Linked DNA regions of Gossypium arboreum: region 2 is linked to region 1. A link is a contact called in public Hi-C data. All regions are on one chromosome and are shown on one strand. The core of a region is the stretch at or near the end of the contact, and the rest is flanking DNA. Distances in the headings are between cores, read along the strand shown. Region 1 holds the start of LOC108467725 (probable alkaline/neutral invertase F). Region 2 holds the start of LOC108469198 (transcription factor MYB8-like).

Region 1 (6,277 bases), core at 1,513-4,012:
CACTAGCACAATTGCCTTCGGTCTTAACCGGATGTATTTACCAGCATAAATGTCTTGAACTTAGCCGGATATCATTTAATTGCTCATGCACACATATACATCAATAATCATTTCCCATTCATATTTCATTTTCGTTACTAAGGCTCAAACACAAACATATCACTAGCATAATCGCCTTGAACTTAGCCCGGTATCATTCAAATACTCATACACACATAAATCAATAGTCATTACACATCAATTTTTCATTTCACATAATTCGAGTAGGGTCATTTCTTGAGGACTTACCTCGGATGTTGTCGAACGGCTTTGACGGCTATTCGGTCACTTTTTCCTTCCCCTTATCCAATTGTGGCCCTCTAAGCTCTTGAGCTAATTCAAACAAATTCAATTTATTAAAGTCTCGCTTGCTAGCCTTGGCCGAATACATATATCATTGATTCAACATCACATAACTAAACACTTTAGTCAATTTTCTTTAATTACGCACACATTCGGCCTTAGCTCACAACAAGGTAGCCGATTACCTAAGTCAAGAATAGGCATCATTAAGCTTGCCTCTAACCGAATGCATGCACCATAATTCCCCTCATGTGGCCGATTATGCTTAGTCATTCTTGCATAAAATCAAAAATAAATTGCAAGATTTTCACATCATATGTGTACTAGGCCGAATGTACATGCAAATTTCACAACATTCTTCAACAAACTTCTTCTTTAAACAACATATTCATCACTTTCTTCATAATCAAAATATCATGTGCAATCATATATACACATATAAGTGCAAGGTCAATTTCAAGGTGTCCATAGCCATCCAAAACACAAATTTTAACTAACATGCAAGAAGCATGAACCATGCTCATGAATGCATCATGGCCGAATACATCACAATCATGACCCTTTCAACTTCAATCATGGTTAAACAAAAAAAAAACTCAATGTCTTACTTAAAATTGGTACAAAGAAGTTTCAAGAGTAGTCAATCCATCATTGCATGCATCATTAGCAAGCTTCACATTTAGCATGCAATGGCTTTAACACCACATTTACTTTGGCCGAATTTCATTCCCATGACATTGCAAAGATTTGAACCATGGGATACCAAGAACATCAAGCTATCAACTAAAAACATGCATGAATTTCATGGCACAATCTCAAACATACCTTAATCTTGATGCAAGTTTAGCCAACCTCTCCCTAATCCTCTTCCAAAACAAACATGAAGCAAAATTTCTTCCTTCCTCTAGTATTTTCGGTCAAGAGAGAATGCAAGGTTGGATGAACAATTTTTTTCTTTTTTTCATCTACAATACACGGCAATGGGGTTTCACACTCACACTCACATTTTTTTTTCTTTCTTTATTACCCATGCTTATTAGTTTATCATTTCTCCCTAATGCCCAACAAAACATGTTTCATGACATGTTTAGCCCATGATTCCTTGTCATGGCGGCCACTACATCTTGGGGGAAATTTGACATGCAAGTCCTCCCTTTGACTACATGCACTATTAGGTCCTTATAGATTAGCCTTTCACTTTTCAAAAGTGTCACACAAGTCCTACTAACCTAATTCACATGCAATCGGCTAAATCGAACTTGAAATTTTCACACATTCATAATTACATATTCTAGACAATAAATTTTACATTCAAACATTTCGGTGACTCGGTTTAGCGGTCCCGAAACCACTTCCTGGCTAGGGTCAATTTTGGGCTGTCACAGGATTTGTGGTCTCGAAACCACTATTCCGACTAGGCTCTATTTTTGGATGTTACACTAATTCACTAAGTAATAATCCTAACTCTCTCTCTACTTGTCCAACTTTTGACCTTAGAATGGGTAAACTGACTTCTTTCGACTCTATCCCTCATTTTCATCCATTTCCATTAATACCATGCATCAATAGAAACATGAAGAGCTGTTTTACAACTTCCATAGAAATGAGGTTCCAATCAAATCTATGATGCACAAGTGTGTAGTGCAGTTCGTTCCCATACATAAGCAACATTCAAACTGTATGGGTTTCAATTTTTATTTTATTCTTCTTTTATAAAATTTTAATTATTTTCTACAATTTTAGGAATTTTTAAATGCAATTTTATAAAATTTTATACTTACATTGAAAAATAATTTCTTAATAAATTTATTTTTTTAAAATTTGTATCCGTTTTAATTTTTAGAATTAAGATGTCAATGAAATTTTTTTAAAACTTTTAGGACTAATTTTTTTTATTGAATAGCAGTAAATTGATAGAATGCCTAAATATTGGAGGGTTAAATTTGCTCGTATGTCGATAAAGAAAAGCCCATGTTAAACCTTCGTTATTGATTTTACGGTTGAGTGACAAAAAATTCTAATTTTGAGAGCTTTGGTGACTCTATTAAAAAACTTTATAATTAAGTGACTAAAATAGAATCACTCTCATAATTGAGTGACCAAAATAGAATAACTCTCATGGTTGGGCGACTATTTGTGTTGTTTACCCAAAAGAAAAATGGAAGAGTTTATGGGTTTGTTTGTGTTCCCTTTGGCGCCCAAAGCCCAACGGCCTCCAAGGTCCCACTATAACTCCTCCCGCCACTAAAAACTGAAAGAAGTTCACAAACAATTTTGTTAATCTCTAAAACGCCCCTCCATTATGAACTTCCTACTTGTCACCCAGGGAACGAAACGGAGAGGGGCAATTTCGTAGATAAACTAAGTATTGAGACCTATTCTTAAACAACTTCCACACTTTATTTTTTTTTTCCAACCTCCAAAACGAACCACAATTCGGTACCCAATCGCTCACGCCCTTTAGGCTTCCATCTCTGATCCATTTTTGCATTTTTTTCCTTGTCCGTCTCTCACTATTCTCTCCAGCAGTTTCAGTCTCTACGAAACGAAGAGGGAAGACCTGAGAAAGTTATCTCTCTCTAGAGGGCACGATATTGTGCATTTGTGCTGCTCATATTTGATTCTCTTCTTTAAGAATGTCAACTTTGAGATCCCCGTGTGATCTTTTAGAAGATGTAAAGGAAGCAGAGGTGGTTCCTGCGCTTTATTTTACTCTTTCAGTCGGAGATAGTGAGAAAGAACTTGGAGATTCATCGGAAAAAGAGGTGAAATCGCCTGATTTTTTTATCGTTCTTAAACACGAAGGACAGTGCATCGTGACGCCTATCGAAGAACAACCTTCGGAGACTACCACGGAGAAAGGAGCTGACGACGCGAGTGAGAAATCTTTTGATTTTATCATGTTTGAGAAGTCTAAATTTACCGAGAAATCCCTGTGTTCACAAAATGAAGAGGAAGAAGCTCTTGAATCTCCTGAGGAAGCTTCGCAAACTGAAAATGTAAAATGGACGGATAATGGAAAGACATCTCTAGAATCAAACCAGCGAGAGAGTCCAAAAATATCAACAGAGATATTTCAAGACACAGTCGGAAAAGAAGAGTCATCCAAATCGGAGGAAGAAAATGAATCGACTGACAAACTTGATAAGCCGATGAAGACGTTAAGAGTGCAGAGCAACGAGAACATCTCCAAATCCAATAATGCAAACGTGGCGCAGATGTCACTGAAACCGTCTCCTAGTGTAGGTTCGAGTCTCGAGAACTTGGAACTCGACAGTTTATTGCCTGCGGTCAGATCCGTCGATAGTCCTCTAGGGAGTACGGAAAACGGTGCGATGTTGGAAGAAGCGTGGGAGGGACTACAAAAATCTTACGTATATTACAAAGGCAAGCCTGTCGGTACGCTCGCTGCTATGGATCCTATCGCCGAGGCTTTGAATTACAATCAGGTATATTATGTTTAGTTTTTTGTCATCGTTTTTGTTTTCTTTTGATTTTTCAAATCCAGATATCTCCCTTGTTTTGTTATATTATCATTTTCTTTTGTTTGGCTATTTTGCAATGAAGCTTCATTTGTCTTAGGTGTTTTCTCAACGGTCTTTCTTTAGCCTTCAAATCCATGCTTGTTAGAATCCATTTTATCTTCAGAATTTTGCTTACTGCTGTTCGCTTTCGCTATAGCATTTTGAGGCATTTTCTGTTTTTGTGAATGGTGTTAAGGAAATTCCTGTTTTACATGCATGATAACCATCTATATCTATTTCTTATGCTTATTTTCCATCCATGATAATCATCTATATCTATATCTAATTCTTCTTCTTATTCTTCTACTTATATAACTTCGGTTCCTGTTATGATTTGCTACGAAAGTTCTTGTGCCTTTTAGTTCTGTGATCTTTTCGTCTTCACCTGGAAAATATGTGGTCTAATGTACACTTCTTGACTTGCCCTTCATATATCTGCAAATTTCGTGGTAATGCCGGAGGAACTAATTAATTATTATATTATATTGTGAGTGGCATAAGTCGTTTCATCTTCAATTTTTATTTTAAAACAAACGAGGAAGAGAGTTTTCCATACAGGTGAAGATTAACGATCTTTGTAGATGCCTTTGAGAGGAATTACCGTACGTCATTGTTACATAGCCACAGACTAAAAACATGCATTATTGCTTGATCAAATTCATAGTGCTTCTGTTTTTCTGAGTTTGATAGCTAGCCCATAATGTTATGATTTCAATGAAGTTAAAAGCCTTATTAATGCAGGGGTGCCCTATTGAACTCAATCAATATTCTTTCCCCATTCTTATATTGCAGGTTTTCATAAGAGACTTCGTTCCCAGTGGCTTAGCCTGTCTAATGAGACCTGCCAATGCTGGTGGCGATCCAGAGATAGTAAAGAACTTTCTGTTAAAGACTCTCCACCTTCAAGGTTGGGAGAAAAGAATTGACAATTTTACACTTGGGGAAGGTGTCATGCCTGCAAGTTTTAAAGTACTTTACGATTCGCATAGGCAGAAGGAAACCTTGGTTGCAGATTTCGGTGGTAGTGCAATAGGAAGAGTTGCACCTGTTGACTCTGGGTTCTGGTGGATCATATTGCTAAGGTCGTATACCAAATGCACGCATGATTATACTCTCTCAGAACTACCTGAGGTGCAGAAAGGAATGAAGCTGATACTTAATCTTTGCCTTTCAGATGGTTTTGACACTTTTCCTACACTTCTGTGTGCAGATGGGTGTAGCATGATTGATAGGAGGATGGTGAGTCTTCTAGTTATTATAGAAGTTTCCTTTAACTTTATATAGAAGTACTTGTTTGAAAACATGATCGGGAATTAGACTGGTTATTGTCACAACTGCTCCTAGTGTTAAGCGTAATTGCCAATCTAAGCCACTTCGAATCTTCTTCTATTTTCATTGTTCTAGTACCCTTAGATCCTGTGATCAGTCTCTGCATGATTTTGTTCTGGCCCTAGTCTAGTACCAGACGGCTAAAGGGTTTTCCCCCTAAATTCTTGCTTGTTTTTGTGAATGAGTAATGTGATGTAGTTCATATATTATTGTTTGAACTCATTTTATTCACTACGGGGCAAAGCTGGAAAATTTATATTGGGGAGCTAGAATTGAACTGTAAATTCTTTTGGGGCCAATACACAAAATTTACCATTTTATTAGTTATTACTTTACAAATTTTAAGAGCCTAAAAGGGAAATTTTACCAAACCAAGGGGGCCAAGGCCCTTGCCTTCCCCCTGGTGCCGCCCCTGCTGCAATGCTTTGAGTTGTTTTGATATTTGGTCGGTCGCTCCTACTCTTTTTCTTCTTTTTACCCTCATTGCTCTGAACTGAGTTTAATTAGTGGAATTTAATGTGCTTCCTTTTTGGGCAGGGAATTTATGGGTACCCCATTGAGATTCAAGCACTTTTCTATTTTGCACTGAGGTCTTCTAGGCAGATGCTAAAACCAGAGCGAGATGGCAAGGAACTAATTGAGCGTATCGATAAGCGCATCAGAGCTCTCAGTTTTCACATCCAAAAATACTACTGGCTTGATTTCACACAGTTAAACAACATATATCGCTACAAAACTGAGGAGTATTCCCACACTGCTGTCAACAAATTTAATGTCATCCCAGAGTCTATTCCTGATTGGGTGTTCGATTTTATGCCCTTACGTGGGGGATATCTGATTGGTAACGTCAGCCCAGCTCGAATGGATTTCCGCTGGTTTCTGGTTGGAAACTGCATTGCAATCTTGAGTTCACTAGCTACACCTGCACAAGCAACAGCAATTATGGATTTGATTGAGGAGCGCTGGGAGGACTTAATAGGAGAGATGCCTTTGAAGATAGTTTATCCAGCTTTGGAGGGTCATGAATGGAGAACTGTCACTGGGTTTGATCCAAAGAACACACGGTGGAGTTACCACAATGG
Region 2 (6,277 bases), core at 1,275-3,774, 380 kb after region 1:
ATTTATATACACTCAAAGTCTCATTTCTTTTATTTTTTTTAAATAATGTGGGAATCATATATGTGTATATATAGACTCATGAATAGGTTTGCAGCTTGTTCCTAAACAATATGAGATTGCTTCCTCTTTTAATTAACAACATATGATTAAATATTACACTATATTTTATAATTTTTTTTTTATTTTCATTTCCAGCAATTCCAAAGACGGGTAGCCGAAATTATAAGCTAAGCAATAGCAAGCAAATCATTTATGCTTTGTTTAATACTAAAATATGACTCTACGATCCAAACATATTAGATTAAAGTTTTGTGCATAATACCGTATTAGTTATATTTATATAACGTATAAGCCATGTGTATTAGTTTTAAGAAAATAAATTTAAAGTTAAAATTAAATCTCTATATCAAATTATTAAACAACAAAATGATGTGAATACAATATTAACACATGTGTTAATATCTATATAAATAAATTACTAATACTAATGCGTAGAATATATAAAAGTTTATAATACTCTGAACAAATAAAAATAATATTATGAATTGATATCATGAATAAAATTATAATGAATTTCAATACATCACTTTAAACAAAATTTTATTCAAAATAAATCATAATAACAAATTATGTCAAATATAAATACAACTATCAACGTGTAAAAATTTTCTTTAAAAAAACTAAAACATAAAACGAAAACATTTGTTACATTATAAATAAATTTTTAAACTCTATAAGTAAAAAATTATAAATATAGTGTAGCATTTAATCTTATGTTGTTAGTTAAAAGAGGAAGCAATCTCACAATGTCTAGGAACAAATCAGTAAACTTATTTATGAGTCTATATATACACATATCTCATATCCTACGTTACTTAAAAAAAAAAAGAGAAATGAAATTTTGGGTTTATATAAATGTTTGTTTTGTAAGTTTTATTTCCACGTTAATAAGTGGCGCAAAAAAAATAGTGCTGCCACTTTTAATAATTGCAAGCTTTCTACCAAAATTAACCCGTTCTTGTAAATTTTCAAAAATTCAACTTATTTCCTTAATTAAAAAAAAATTGGCGTGTAAATATTTACCCTTACCAGGCATTAAAATAAAAGTCCTAAGTTAATTATTAATATCTGCGTTTACGGTTAGTATATAAATCAATACATAATAATAAGTATTTTTAAAATTATAAAAATTTCAAATATTTAATAATTAATTTAACTTTGACTAACCGAATAATCCGAATAAATTTGCAAGAGGATAAAAGACACTACAATCAATGAAACAGGAATTTATTATCTGATCTCCTGAAATTTGAACCTTACCGAGCGAAGGCGTCCATATCATATTACAGAAATTACACAATTCACAGTTTATATATAAATTTATTCGGAAGGCCACTACTGGAGGGCTAGAAAGTAAGCCGGTAAAAGCTAAGCCTCATTTCATCTAACTTTATTGGGAGAAAATCTCATTCCACCTGCAGGCATGATTAATTTCTATCAGATGAGAAATGATTCAGCGAAATCATCCAACTGCAGTTGATCTTCGTCTGTCCTCAAAAGCTGCAGATACTCTTCGTAAAGCTTCTCTAGAGAATTCTTGTCTCCACTTGCTGGTAAACCAGAGTGGCACTCCAAATCTGAAAGCAGCCCAGTCCCGTTTTCACCATCGTTGACATATTCTGACCAAGGGCATTTTATAGCTTCGGTATCTAAAGCCCCTTCCCCTCGTTGGCTCGAAGACACTGTGCTAAACCTAGTACATTGGTCGAAGCTGTCGTTTCTGGGTAAAAAAGCTGTAGTTATCCTACTTGGTTTTGGGAGATGGAGTTTGGGTATCACTGCAGGCTCATGTGTTGCATTTGCCTTCTTCGGGTTCTGCTTGTTATTGCTGCCTCTGTTGTTGTTTTTCTTCTTCACTTGTTGAACTACTGGCTTTGGTAGTGTCTGGTGGGTATTGGGGTCGATTCCTTGGCTTAGGAGTCTTTTGCTCAGATTGGTGTTCCAGTAGTTTTTAATCTCGTTATCAGTTCGACCCGGGAGCCTTCCGGCAATGAGAGACCAACGATTGCCGAGAAGAGAATGTAATCTGATGATGAGATCGTCTTCATCTGGGGATATATTTCCTCTTTTAATATCTGGTCTTAGATAGTTCATCCATCTCAGCCTGCAACTCTTTCCACACCTAAGTAGCCCTGCAAGTTCCACAGATTTGGCAAGAAAAAATAAAGCATTTTAGTTTCAGACGAAGTACTAGTGCCTTGTGGATTTGTGAAAATTGAGGAATTTAGCTACCAGCTTTCATGGGAAGTGATCTCCAGTGACCTTCATCATGAGCTTGAATGTAGTTTACAAGCAATGTGTCTTCTCTTGAAGTCCATGGACCTTTATGCAACCCAACTTTTGAACAACATGGAGACCTACCCATCACTCCCTCTCTTTCTCAAATGCTTATCAAGCATTGAAACAATTGGAAGACATGAGAAAGGGAGAGAGAGAGAGAGAGAGAGAGAGTTTAAAGACCAGGAGTCCCAAAAGCTTGGGGGTTCTGTCTTATAAAACCGTTAAAAGTAATATGGGTTAATTCTATCACATGTCCACAATTATAGCCCAAATTTTAAATTAGTCTCCAAACTTAAAAATATTTTATTTTAGTCATTAAATTATTAGTATCGTATTTATCATGTACTTTCATAAATTAGCTATCAACTTGGATATTAAATGTTAGCTTAGATTGATGTGGAACATTCATAAAACAGGTTGGCTGATATAGTAAGATACTTGCACTCCCAAAAGAGATGTAACACCACTCACACGATTCGATCAACGAACCCAAGCTTAGGGATGCTACAATGAAATATAGGAACATTCACATGCAAAGATTAGCAAGAAATTTCGTTTTAAAATCGTTAAAACATTTCTGAACACATTTAAAAGCAATCATCAATAGATTAAAGCATGTTTAAGATTCCATTGGAAAAAAATCTGGAAAAAAATCTAAAACATAAGTGCCAAGATTATCCACCAAAATAGGTCGCCAAATGACTATCTACCAAAGATGATGTACAAGTCAGTTCGCCAATTTTTCTCGCATATACTCCACAAGCTATGACCACTCGCTTCAGACGTGTCCGTCATGTTGGTTCGCCTCTAGACTATATGTCATATCGTCTTGATTTCACATAGTCCGTATATTAAATCATGCTTGGATTATCCGCCATGAATACTTACACAATTACTATCCATGGTTTTGAACGTACTTGTAACATCCATTTATAAACTTGTATTTATGAAGTCTGCCATGAAACCAAAAATAACTTTACAAATTCAAGGCATGCATTCATTTCCATTCAAGCAATTACTTATTAATGCCATACACATGAATAAACGTCATCAACATATATATAAATACCCATAACTTATATCATCAACTATTCACATTCTCAAAATAGACTTGTCTATAATATAAACTTATATACATGCCACTTGACTGAATGTAAGTTTAAACGTAAAATCTACCAAAATAGGAACGAGATAGTATGAGTTGTGGATTGATACGTCTGCCGAGTTTTACAAAATATAATTACAAGAACATGGAAATTAAACAGAGTAAACATTAAATGTGCTTAGTAAGTTCATAGGTTTCTAAACATAAAACTCACCTCACTAAACAATAATATAACTAACTTAACTAAAACACATTTTTCCTTGACAATACATTTCATAGGTACAAGGTGAGTGCATTTGTAACAGCCCGATTTAGACCCTAGTCAGAATGATAGTTTTGAGACCACGAATCCGAGTCAAAAAAATATTTAAAAATTATTTTTTGTAAATCATGTACGATGCAAATGAAGAATATATGTGTATGTGGTATGTGTATTCGGCTTGTGAATGAATAACTTGTGTATCATTGAAATGTTTCTTAAATATGTGCATATATGATTTGGTATATTCGACCATATAGGTAATATAAATATATATGTGATGTTATACTATGATTCTTGAGCTTGCGTATATGAGTAAATGTATGTATGGTTTATTATGACTATTTGGTTTGGAAGTTGATTAATAATATGATAAAATGACCATGTGAGTATTCGGCCTAGGTGGATAATTGTCTATGAAAATGTATTAATTATGGGATTTGTAGGTTTGAGGTCAAGCATGGTAATGTTAATGTAATTCGTTTAGTTAATATGAGTTAACTGTATTATTGAGTTGTTTATTTTCTTATGACTTACTAAGCTATAAAAGCTTACTCTATGTGTTCATGTTATTCTATTTTATAAATTTTTTTGGGTCAAGTTACGAGCTGGGGGATCGTCAGCAAAGTTCATCACACTTTCTACTAGTTCGGTATTTAAATAATTGAATTAGAATTATGGCATGTATAGGCTGGAATGTGTTTTGAAATGTTGGATTTTGATTTTGTATTTCAGCCATGCGAAAATGGCTTAATTTCCATGTTCATTTGGGTTATGTTTTGATTATGGTTTGAGCTCACTTTTGGTTATAATGCTATATACTATGCATGAATGGTTTATGTGATAAATGCTATATGTTTTGGAAATGGCTTGATAATGGTTGGTGAAGTTGGAAATGGTTGATGTAATGATCATCTATGTATACATTTTCATAGCATGATTAATTGATTCGACTAAGGATTTGCGTAGGTAAAACATATAATAATTGGTTTAAAAAAATTATTTTAATAATGTATTGGTATATTTGGACATAAGATGGAATTGAATAAGATGGTTATGTTTAAGTTGTGATTCAGCATTTCTTATATAAATATTTATGCATATGATAATTTGACTTGATTTGTTTGATACATGGTATTTAAGATTTATTTTTTTGAATATGTTTATATGTGGTTAACTTCTTGTAATGATAGAAATAATCTCCTTTAGTTGATAAGTATTTTCGGTCAAACTTAGTTGGATTATGATTGCATGCTTAAACTTGGTTACTATGAATTTGCTATTAAAGTTGGGTCATGAATGACAATAAATGAACCATAGCTTAAGATGTCCGAATGTTGACCGTTATTTGGTTATTGAATATGTAACTTTAGACATATTGATTGGCATAGGTAATAAGTGTACTTTTGGGTGGTGTGTGTGTTCATAAATTGGTTAAATTTACTAAGGCCAAATGCACATGATCAAATGACTAAGAATAGGTATGTATAGTCTTTAATGATTAATACTTTAAATGAAGTATATGGAAATGTATGGTTATTGCCGTATGGATGTTTCAACTTGTACTTAAGTGCAAAGCATGCAAGTTCAAAATTGACCTTGACCTAAGCCATATATGTAAGTAGTTTTATTTATGTTTATTATGGCTTATTAAATTATAAGAATAGATATGTGATTTTTTGGTGGTTCTTCACATAATTACATAAATGATTTATAGTATGTTTGACTATGTTGATAATAATTAATGCTGTGTATATTAATGCATTATATACAATAAGTATGTGACAGCCCAAAATTGACCCTAGTCGGGAAGTGGTTTCGAGACCGCTAAACCGAGTCACCGAAATGTTTGAACGTAATATTTATTGTCTAGAATATGTAATTATGAATGTGTGAAAATTTCAAGCTTCGATTTAGTCGATTGCATGTGAATTCAGTTAGTAGGACTTGTGTGACACTTTTGAAATGTGATAGGCTAATCTATAAGGACCTAATAGTGCATGTAATCAAAAGGGAGGACTTGCATGTCAAATTTCCCCCCTAATTGATAGTGGCCGGCCATGACAAAGGATTATGGGCAAAACATGTCATAGACATGTTATGTTGGTGCATCATGGGAGGAAAAAATAAATTAATGAGTATGGGTAATAAAAAATGGAAAAAAAAAAAAAAGAAAGAATGTGTGAGTGTTACCCCCATTTTTGCCGTGAGTTGAAGAAAAAAGAAAAAAAATTGTTGTTCATCCTTTTCATTTCTTTGAGCGAAAATTTTAAGGAAGAAGGAAGGAGTTCTTGCTTCATGCTTGGTTTGGAAGAGGATCGGGAGGAGGTTTGGCCATACTTGTGTCTAGATTAAGGTATGTTTGAGGTTGTGCCATGAGATTCATGCATGTTTTAGTTGCTAGCTTGAGTTCTAATTAGCCCATGGCTCAAATCTTTGCTATGTCATGGGGATGATATTCGCCAAGGTGGATTTTGTGTTAATGCCATTGCATGCTAAATATGAAGCTTGTTAATGATATATGTGATGGTGGGTTGATGACTCTTGGATTTTCTTTTTAGCATTTTTGAGTG

What was found. A called contact is a pair of places that touch in the nucleus more often than the background predicts.
Region 2: a Hi-C map of leaf shows a contact between it and region 1, with 3 times the contacts expected there. The contact joins the promoter of LOC108469198 here to the promoter of LOC108467725 in region 1. A contact is called at or near these places in 2 of 5 Hi-C or Micro-C datasets (both in leaf).

The regions. Positions count from the first base shown.
Region 1 is chr8:27,402,102-27,408,378 of ASM2569848v2, forward strand. It overlaps LOC108467725 (probable alkaline/neutral invertase F), which reads left to right and starts at 2,763. Exons shown (of 6, transcript XM_017768476.2): 1 at 2,763-3,791; 2 at 4,659-5,105; 3 at 5,733-6,277. The coding sequence starts at 2,979.
Region 2 is chr8:27,781,025-27,787,301 of ASM2569848v2, forward strand. It overlaps LOC108469198 (transcription factor MYB8-like), which reads right to left and starts at 2,525. Exons shown (of 2, transcript XM_017770096.2): 1 at 2,293-2,525; 2 at 1,287-2,192. The coding sequence starts at 2,425. The coding sequence ends at 1,498.